Linked DNA regions of Mus musculus: all the other regions are linked to region 3. Evidence: chromatin contacts called from public Hi-C data. All regions are on one chromosome and are shown on one strand. The core of a region is the stretch at or near the end of the contact, and the rest is flanking DNA. Distances in the headings are between cores, read along the strand shown. Region 1 overlaps Fggy (FGGY carbohydrate kinase domain containing). Region 2 overlaps Fggy (FGGY carbohydrate kinase domain containing). Region 3 has its middle 23 kb from the start of Gm32240.

Region 1 (2,700 bases), core at 179-2,678, 640 kb after region 3:
AACCTTCTCAGGCAGATTCAATGGCAGTGGTAAAGTGTGGTGGTGAAGACCACTGAGAGTCCACAGTTCGGGCCAGGAAGGCACTGGGTAAGGCATTTTATGAGTCTAATGCACTTAATCTTCTTTTAACAGTAAATAGAACTCTCAGTTTACAAAGGAGAAGTTGAGGTTTAAAATAGTTAAGTGCCGTTCCAGAAGCTACCACCAGTAAATATTACAAAACCAGGGCTGCACTCAGATCTGCAAGGTTGCAAAGCTGCTTCCGACCATGCCATGGCCTACCAGGAACATGGTAGGTCCATGCAGTTTCAACAAGCTAAGAAAGGTAGAAAGCAAGATGATGTTAGAAATAATTCTTCTTCCTCCTCCACCTCTTCCTCCTCCTCCTCTTCTTCCTCTTCTCCCTCCTCCTCCTCTCTTCCTCCTCCTTCTTCCTTCTTCCTTCTTTTCCTCCTCCTACTCTTCCTCCTCCTCTTGCTCCACCTCCTCCTCCTCTCGTTCTTTTCCTCCTCTTCTTTTTAAAACTAGATTTCCATGTGTAGCCCTGGCTATTCTGGAACCTACTCTGTAGATCAGGGTAATCTTGAATTCACAGATTTCTGCTGGCCACTGACTCCTGGGTACTAGGATTAAAGGCATTTGCCATTACAACCACTTTAGGTATTCTTCCTTGAACTCGTTTTTTTTTTTTCTTAAATACTTGGTTATTCTAAACAGTCATGCTTGATATGGATAATCCTGTATAGCTTTGCTGATTTGTCTTTATTTAGCCATATATGCATATATATACATATATATGTATATGCATAAGTCATTGTGAAGTTTTATTATCCATGAGATTTGAACATTTGGCGAGTACTATGTAAATAGTTGTATAGTCTATGCCCAAACACAAACTAGATGGGTAGAAAATGGTAACCAGCACATGGCTTTGAAAGCTGATGGATCCAGCCTGGGTCAGTTACTAAACTCTATGCACTGTCATTGAGCATCAGAGAAGGTGGTAAAATAGGAAGAACTGACATTGCTGGAATGTGAGCAAAGCACATGTGGCTCTCAGGGTGCTTCATAGTGCTGGGCAGAGAACCTTATTCTTTGCTAGTCGTTTCTTTCCTGATTATTTTTTCTTCAATGTATAATAGAAAAATATAAATAGCTGGAATCAAACTTGAGTTTTTATGAGAATTTCTGCCCCAAATGAAACCATGTTTTCAAGAAAGGGGAGTTTTAGGCAGAATTTTGAAAGATAGCCCCTTACTCATGAATTCAAGCAATAGCTAGGTATGGAAACGATTGTGAAAATGGTATATAAATTATGAAAGTTATGTGAAATAATGAGATAATATGTGTGAAAGTACCTCCTCGCATAGAAAGCCCTAATAAATGCTTCCTTCCTTCCTGATTCACATGGCAAGCAGGTGGCAGAGCCCAGGCCTGATCCTTAGAGCATCTAACCCCACCTCAGTGCTCTTTCAAGGGCCCCTATACTTGAGTGCCTCCTGTCTGCTCACCCCACCATGACATCTTCCACGTGTACTGACTGCAGGTTTTTAGAAATAGCCAAGCGCTCCAAAACATTCTGAAGAATGCTTAGTACAGATGAGCTAATTCGTGAGAGAGTACCTCGTATTAGTATTTGGAAAACAGTTACCAGTTAGGACTGGAAGGTTCCTTCCAGAGAGCTTTACAGACAGCAAGCTGAGACCAGCTAAGGCAAAAAGTCAATGGTCAGCAAGCCATATATGATATAAGAAATCATATAAGACATGCAGATATAAAACTTTATATAACTGACTGTTTCTTCCTGACTTTTTACTTTCCACGGAAATACCCTGGGAGGACTTTAGAAGCCCTTATACTTTGAAAAATATAAAGACATTGAAGGCTGTGCTTTACATTGTATGCGGAAGAAAATAATACAGATAACCACTGTGGGAGGTGGTCTGAGTTGTGCTCTTTTTTTCCTATTTAGTTGGGGTAAAATGGATATGGTCTATCATTCAGCATTTTAACCCTTTACCCCTTTCTGAGTGTTCCTGTTTCACGGAGTGGGGCTCAGTCACAATCCTGTGCGACTGTCAGCACCATCAGTTTCCAGAACTCTTTTCAACACGTGGGCCTAAACTCTGGACCCATGAAACAGTAATTCTGCATAGCCCCTTCCATAGCCGCTCCCACAGCTCCTGACCAGCATATACCTAATTTCAACAGCTCTAACCACATTGTATAAGCAGCATTAAATAGCATTTGCCTTTGGGTGACTGGCTTCTTTCTAGCATAACAATGTGTTCCAGATCCATCTATGTTGTAGTATGTGTTGGAATTCCTTCCTCCTTCTGATCTTCTGTGTGCCCCCATTATGACTGTCACAAATGAAGATGTTACTGAGCTTCTCATTAGAGCCACTTCTTTCTAGTGGCAGAGACAAATGGCCTGGTGGTAAAACTCAGCAGCAGTGGGACCTGGGACCTGAGAATTCAGACTCCCCTTCTAGTCTCATATATGACTAACACAGACAACGAATAGAATTTCATGCTGTGCTTTCCACCGGGACCCCAATTTCTCTTTAGCTGCTGCTCCGAGCCTCCGTTCAGCCTTGGGGAAGTTTGAGGTTACAGGTCTGAAAGGTGAGGTGTTGCCTTGGGTAGCCTTGTTTCTAGCCCAACTCCAAAATGCCCAGGTGAGCGTCTGAGGCAGTTC
Region 2 (2,700 bases), core at 74-2,573, 670 kb after region 3:
TGTGACTGGATTCTTCTGTTTCTAGATTTTTGGGTCCAAGTTTGCACATTAACCTCAGTTTTCTACCTAATTTTAACTCAAGAAGAGTCTGTAGTTGGGAGTTTGCTGGCTTTTCCTGTTGTCTGGATCCCATGTGATGGAGCTGCAATCAGGAGTCTCTTTTTGCTGTATTTCTTTGGGAGGTGGTGGTTTTGGTTTTTGAGACAGGGTTTCTCTCTGTATCCCTGGCAGTTCTAGAACATTTTGCAGACCAGGCTGGCTTCAAAATCAGAGATCTGCCTGCCTCTGCCTGGAAAGTGCTGGGATTAAAGGTGTGCGCCATCACATCCGGCTACTGAATTTCTTTACTGTTGCCCTAGCCCCCCTTATTTGAAGGTATACATTTCCTAGTGGGTTTCCGGATTTCCCTGCTACAATGTAAACTTCTGGAAGTAGGCCCTGTGTCTGTTCTCATCATGGCTGTATGACTCAGAGTAGGAACTGAGTAATATTGGTCATGTGGACTAATTAATGCCCAGGCATTCACTGAACACACGGATAAACTGAGCTCTGTGCTTGGTACTGAGGTTCAATCAAAGCAGAAACATGTCTGTAGTTACTACAGGGGCTTGTAGGCTATATATCCCCTTAAAACAGAAATATCACACTATGAATAAAAGTAGGGAGACACTGAAAAATTAAGGACTTAAAAACTAACACAATTGGCAGAGTGGTAAAACATCTCAGGAAGGAGTCTTGTGTGAGCTAAGTTGTATAGAAGGAGCAGCGCTTAGGTCAGGTGAAAGGGACTGACCCTGAGAAGGAGCCCCACAGACTTGCTGAACTAGGAGTCAGACTTTGTAGAAAGTGATTTTCTTCAGCTTCCTCCTGTTCCACGAAAGGCATGTCACTGTTAATTCATGTCAGCTCAGAAGGCCCAGCCTTAGATACTTTCTTTGAGTGGGCAAAATGTCGCCAGTGCTGAGCAATGGAGCAAGTCATTTTCTCAACTGTGAAGATGAGTCAGGCAGGGCTCAAAGGGTCCTAAGGAGCCCAGCATCCAGTGATCCTCATCCATTATCCCATGCCACACTTGGACTGTGCCGTCATTGTTCGCTTCTCAGAGAGAGCTGAGCCCCCAAAGTAGTAAGATAAAAATCAGAGCTGCTTTGCAAATGCCCACAAAGCCACTGGGGGGAGGTTTCCTCAGAGAAGGCGGGAAAGAAAAATAAATGTGGGCTTCTCTTGAAACCTCCGCTCAGTGAGCCAGGCTTTCCCGGAATGCTGCAGGCTGCTTCAAAGGCCCATTGTGGAAAGCTTCCAGATGTGTATGGAAAACCTCACTGGGAGCTTCCCAGTGAAGAGACTTCTTAGGCCTGAGCCAAGCTGAAGGAAGTAGATGTGACACATCCCTACCAGGTGGGCTGTATTCTGAAGGAGTCCAGATTCTACCTTGAAGGAGAGACCAAGGACAGTTACCCAGTCCAGATGCCAGAGCCAAGCAGTGTGTCCTCTTTGGTTACAGACAGCAATGGGGTTTGCTGGAGTGAGACAGAAAGGCATTCTCCCACGCAGGAATCTTCCTGAAAATTGCTCATGACAGTTTCTTTGCTCCTCCAGCATATCATGTACAGGAGGGATTTCAGGTTGGAAAAATGGCCAACCATAGAACAGCTATAGAGTCTATCCCTACATGATTCCTTTAAGGATATAAAAGGCTTGATGTCCTATTTCTCCTCTTATTAGACAGGGGAAGTGAGAGAGACCAGAGTTTAAACTTCTGGAGCCTCAGTTTCCCCATCTGTAGAGGGCAATGATGAGCCCCAAACTATCCTCTCGTGAGAAGGAAGGTATTGTTGCACACAAGGCTGAGTTGCTACACGTAAAACATCTGGCACAGCGCCTGGTCCAGAATGAGGGTGCAGCCTGTTCTCATTTCTCTTCACTCCAGTTGTTCAGAGAGGTGGCGCTGGTCCCATTTAGCCTTTAAATTTTACTTCTGTGGCTCTTTAAATCCTCTCCCTGTGTGTGCATATGCACTTAGCTAAGTATTTCGAGATCAGTGTATTTCGGGGAAAGTCCTCTTGTCTCCAGCTAAAATTAGGCCTCTCTTGCTCCTCTATTCGCCTGCCCCCATCTGATTTTACCTAATTAAAAGCATTGACACTCAGCAAAGCTTGTGAGAGAATTTGGGTGAACAGCTGGGAGTTGCTCTCCATGCCAACAGCTGCTGCCTCTCAGCAGGCAGGCAACAAGGAGTCTGGAGCCCTGTGGGGAGGACAGGGAGGGAGCCTTGAAGACAGATGAAAAAATTTGGCCACAGGGAAACCATCTGAGCAGGATGCACCCTGCATCACCATGCCTTCTGCCTAATGAAATAACTAATGGGAAAGAGGGCAAGCAGGAGAGGAAGGCATAGAGTCTAGCTAGCTCACTGGCAAACCACTGTCACCCATGCCCAGATTACAGTATTCACCCTGCCAAAGTGGAGAAGCCATGGGTTGGTACAAGGCATATCTTTTAAAACAGCCTCATTCAGTTTCTCCCATGGATTTTAGGATAAGTACCAAGTTCATCCAGAGCTCCCAGGTGTATCCTGCCTCACACCTGGTTGTCACTCCAGCCCAGCCTTTGTTTATTCCCCTTTTCACCAGGCTTTCTCTGCTGGAACTAAATCTTGAGTTTAGTTTGGCTTTCTCCACAATCCACCTACATCTTGCC
Region 3 (2,700 bases), core at 144-2,643:
CCGGGTCTAGCTTTTCAGTTGTGTTGGGGTGCCCAGGACTGGCTGAGGTGGGAGTGCTGGGTTCTGATGATGGTGGGTGGTCTTGGTTTCTGTTAGTAAGATTCTTACGTTTACCTTTTGCCATCTGGTTATCTCTGGAGTTAGTTATTATAGTTGTCTCTGGTTAGAGCTTGTTCCTCTTGTGATTCCATTAGCCTCTATCAGCAGACCTGCAGGACTAGCTCTCTCCTGAGTTTCAGTGGTTAGAGCACTCTCTGCAGGCAAGCTCTCCTCTTGCAGGGAAGGTGGACAGATCTTTGGCATTTGGACCTGCCTCCTGGCAGAAGATGAAGGTCTGAAACAGGGCTTGTCCCAGAATCTGTGTAGCTTCTGTAGTCCCCATTCTCCCCTGTGCAGACTAGTCTCGGCAGGATCCAGGAACCAAGATGGCTCCCCCAGATGCTGTGGCAAAGCCCTCTCATTCGGGGCAGACTCCTCTCCTCTGGCAGGGAAGGTGCCCGGATGTCTGGAGCCTGAAACGTGGTCTGCCCCAGAGGCTCTGTGGCTTCTGCATGTCCCAGAAGCTCTTAGCCTCTGCAGTCCACACTCTCACCTGTGTAGACCAGTCTCGGCAGAATCCCTATTTCTGCTTCTTTAGAGGTGGAATTACACATTTAAAAAAAATGTAGGTTCTGGGCAATTGAACTTCAGTCTTCAGGCTTTGAAGGTAAACACTTTATTACCTGCATTACTGTCTGTCTCTCCATGTTATTTATTTTTAATATATTTGTGACCTTACATAGAGCCTAGTCAGTACAAAGGTACCTTGAATGGTGGAATTAACAGGAAGTACTGATGTTTATACTTAGGCTCTGTTGAGTAGAAAATGCAGTCCTCACTAGCAAGAACATTAACATGGAACCTTTTGAGACCCTGAGCTGGTGTGGCCCAACCTCTAATAACCACACATTATGGTATGGAAGTAGAGGAGCAACCCTGTGGATGCATACACTGCTGATAGATTGAGGTCACCCGAGTCTCCATCAAGCACTGACTCTGATGATGTCATCATTGTCATAAGAAGAAGAGAGTGAGAACGACTATCCAGGGGAAAAAGATTAGATCTAAACACAAGTCATATGGAATGTGGCCATTGGCTTGGTAGCAGACTCCTGGCAGTCAGGAAGATGCTAAGATCAAGATGGCCACAAAAGATGAAGGGGAGGTGATCTGGGCTTTTCTTGACAGTCTCAATAGCTTGAATGAGCATAGGATCCAGGACAAAGTTCAGTGGAACTACCTTCCACCAAAGGATAATGACTTGTCACAACTGGGTAGACATTAGGAAGGGCTGTTATTTCAAAACTCTCTAGTAGTAGCAGGAGGAAGTGGTTTGAATTTCCTCCTAGCAGGAAGATGCTCACTTAAATAGAATTCAGGGGAAATAAATGGCAGGGGAAGCACCCCTGTTGGACCTTGAGGTCAGCATCTTGCAAAGAGGAAGGGAACACAAGTGGCTTCTCAGGGAACTAGGAGAGAATTTTGTCAATGGCTCAGACCCCATGTTGAGAAACAGGAGGACAGACGTTCCCACCCACCTCTATGTTGTGCTATACACATTTCAGTTCCTTGTTCTTCCAAATCTTCTCTCCTGGGCTTGCTGAGAAATTTACCACCACCTCCTCAGATTAGCCTCAGAGAAACTCCACTGGACGACATTTTCAGACATGCCACCCAAAGACATCTGGAATGTTCAGTTTCTGGAGCTTCCATCCAAGTGAGCCTCTTGCCTGTGAGTTGACAGTTTCCAGGTCCACCTATACATCTGCTTTGCACAGCTCAGTTGAACCCCTGGATGATGGATGGGAGCTGGTTTCGTTGGTCTTCCTCTTTAGGGAGCCAACCCTTTGACTAGGCACCAATTGGATGCTTAGTAAATACACTGGTTCTCCATGCCAGGACCCTTCTGTGTGTTAGCTCATATAACCAGAGAGGTAGGTTTTATCATCCCCTTGTGTGTGGCAGGGAACTTGAGACTCACAAAACATATATTGTTTGTTGGTTCTTTAAAAATAAATTTGTCTCCTGAGTATGAAATAGGCAGGGTATTTTTGTGACAACTTGATGCAAAAGTAACACATTTATTTGTGTTTCCAAATCAGATAAATGTCTCCTATTTGATGGGAAGTCTCATTTTAGTGATATAGGGTACAGTTGCCCCAGACTCTAGGGGCTCATGAGGAATGAAGTTTAGATAAAGGTTTGTCTTTGGTTTCAGAGATAAAATGTCTTAGATTAGAAGGTGTTATTAATAAAATCTTTAGAGATCCTCACCACACAAGTCACTTTTGGAGAGGACCTTAGTGAAATGTCCACACAGCCATATTAAATCAAGAAAAATATAGTAATATGACCCCAGTGAACATAGGATTCGTTACCTTGTACTCCCATGTGTGATCTTATTTAGTAAGCTGCATGTCAGTGGGCGTGGTGTGTGTGTCTGTGTGTCTGTGTGTGTAAGTATGTATGCATGTGTACAATTTATTTATTTATTTATTTATTTATTTATTTATTTATTTTTCTTTTTATATGCATGAGTGTTTGTCTGTACTAAGCCTGCGCACCAAGAGAGTTACACAGAGGTCAGAAAAGACATTGTATCCCCTGAAATTTTAGTGATAGACAGTTGTGATCTACCACACAGGTACCGAGAATTGAACC

Evidence for each region. A called contact is a pair of places that touch in the nucleus more often than the background predicts.
Region 1: a Hi-C map of bone marrow-derived macrophages shows a contact between it and region 3, with 14 read pairs. The contact joins two enhancer-like sites. A contact is called at or near these places in 2 of 15 datasets of contacts at CTCF or cohesin (large pre-B cells and pro-B cells), 3 of 484 Hi-C or Micro-C datasets (the C10 cell line, bone marrow-derived macrophages and embryonic fibroblasts) and 1 of 115 datasets of contacts at active chromatin or transcription factors (acute myeloid leukemia).
Region 2: a Hi-C map of bone marrow-derived macrophages shows a contact between it and region 3, with 14 read pairs. The contact joins two enhancer-like sites. A contact is called at or near these places in 1 of 15 datasets of contacts at CTCF or cohesin (the NIH/3T3 cell line), 1 of 484 Hi-C or Micro-C datasets (bone marrow-derived macrophages) and 1 of 9 other capture datasets (embryonic stem cells).

Annotation. Positions count from the first base shown.
Region 1 is chr4:95,867,078-95,869,777 of GRCm38.p6, forward strand. The region is part of intron 14 of Fggy (FGGY carbohydrate kinase domain containing); the gene reads left to right. Among named protein-coding and RNA genes, the nearest start is that of Hook1, 99 kb to the right of the region's middle. Within about 2 kb of position 1,429, at least 11 of the 459 cell types and tissues checked have an H3K27ac peak or open chromatin away from gene starts, as enhancers often do. A contact at or near this core is called in acute myeloid leukemia, bone marrow-derived macrophages and pro-B cells, where this site is marked.
Region 2 is chr4:95,895,533-95,898,232 of GRCm38.p6, forward strand. All of the region lies in intron 14 of Fggy (FGGY carbohydrate kinase domain containing), which reads left to right. Among named protein-coding and RNA genes, the nearest start is that of Hook1, 70 kb to the right of the region's middle. Within about 2 kb of position 1,324, at least 70 of the 459 cell types and tissues checked have an H3K27ac peak or open chromatin away from gene starts, as enhancers often do. A contact at or near this core is called in bone marrow-derived macrophages, where this site is marked.
Region 3 is chr4:95,229,233-95,231,932 of GRCm38.p6, forward strand. No RefSeq gene overlaps it. Among named protein-coding and RNA genes, the nearest start is that of Gm32240, 23 kb to the left of the region's middle. Within about 2 kb of position 1,394, at least 28 of the 459 cell types and tissues checked have an H3K27ac peak or open chromatin away from gene starts, as enhancers often do. A contact at or near this core is called in acute myeloid leukemia, bone marrow-derived macrophages and pro-B cells, where this site is marked.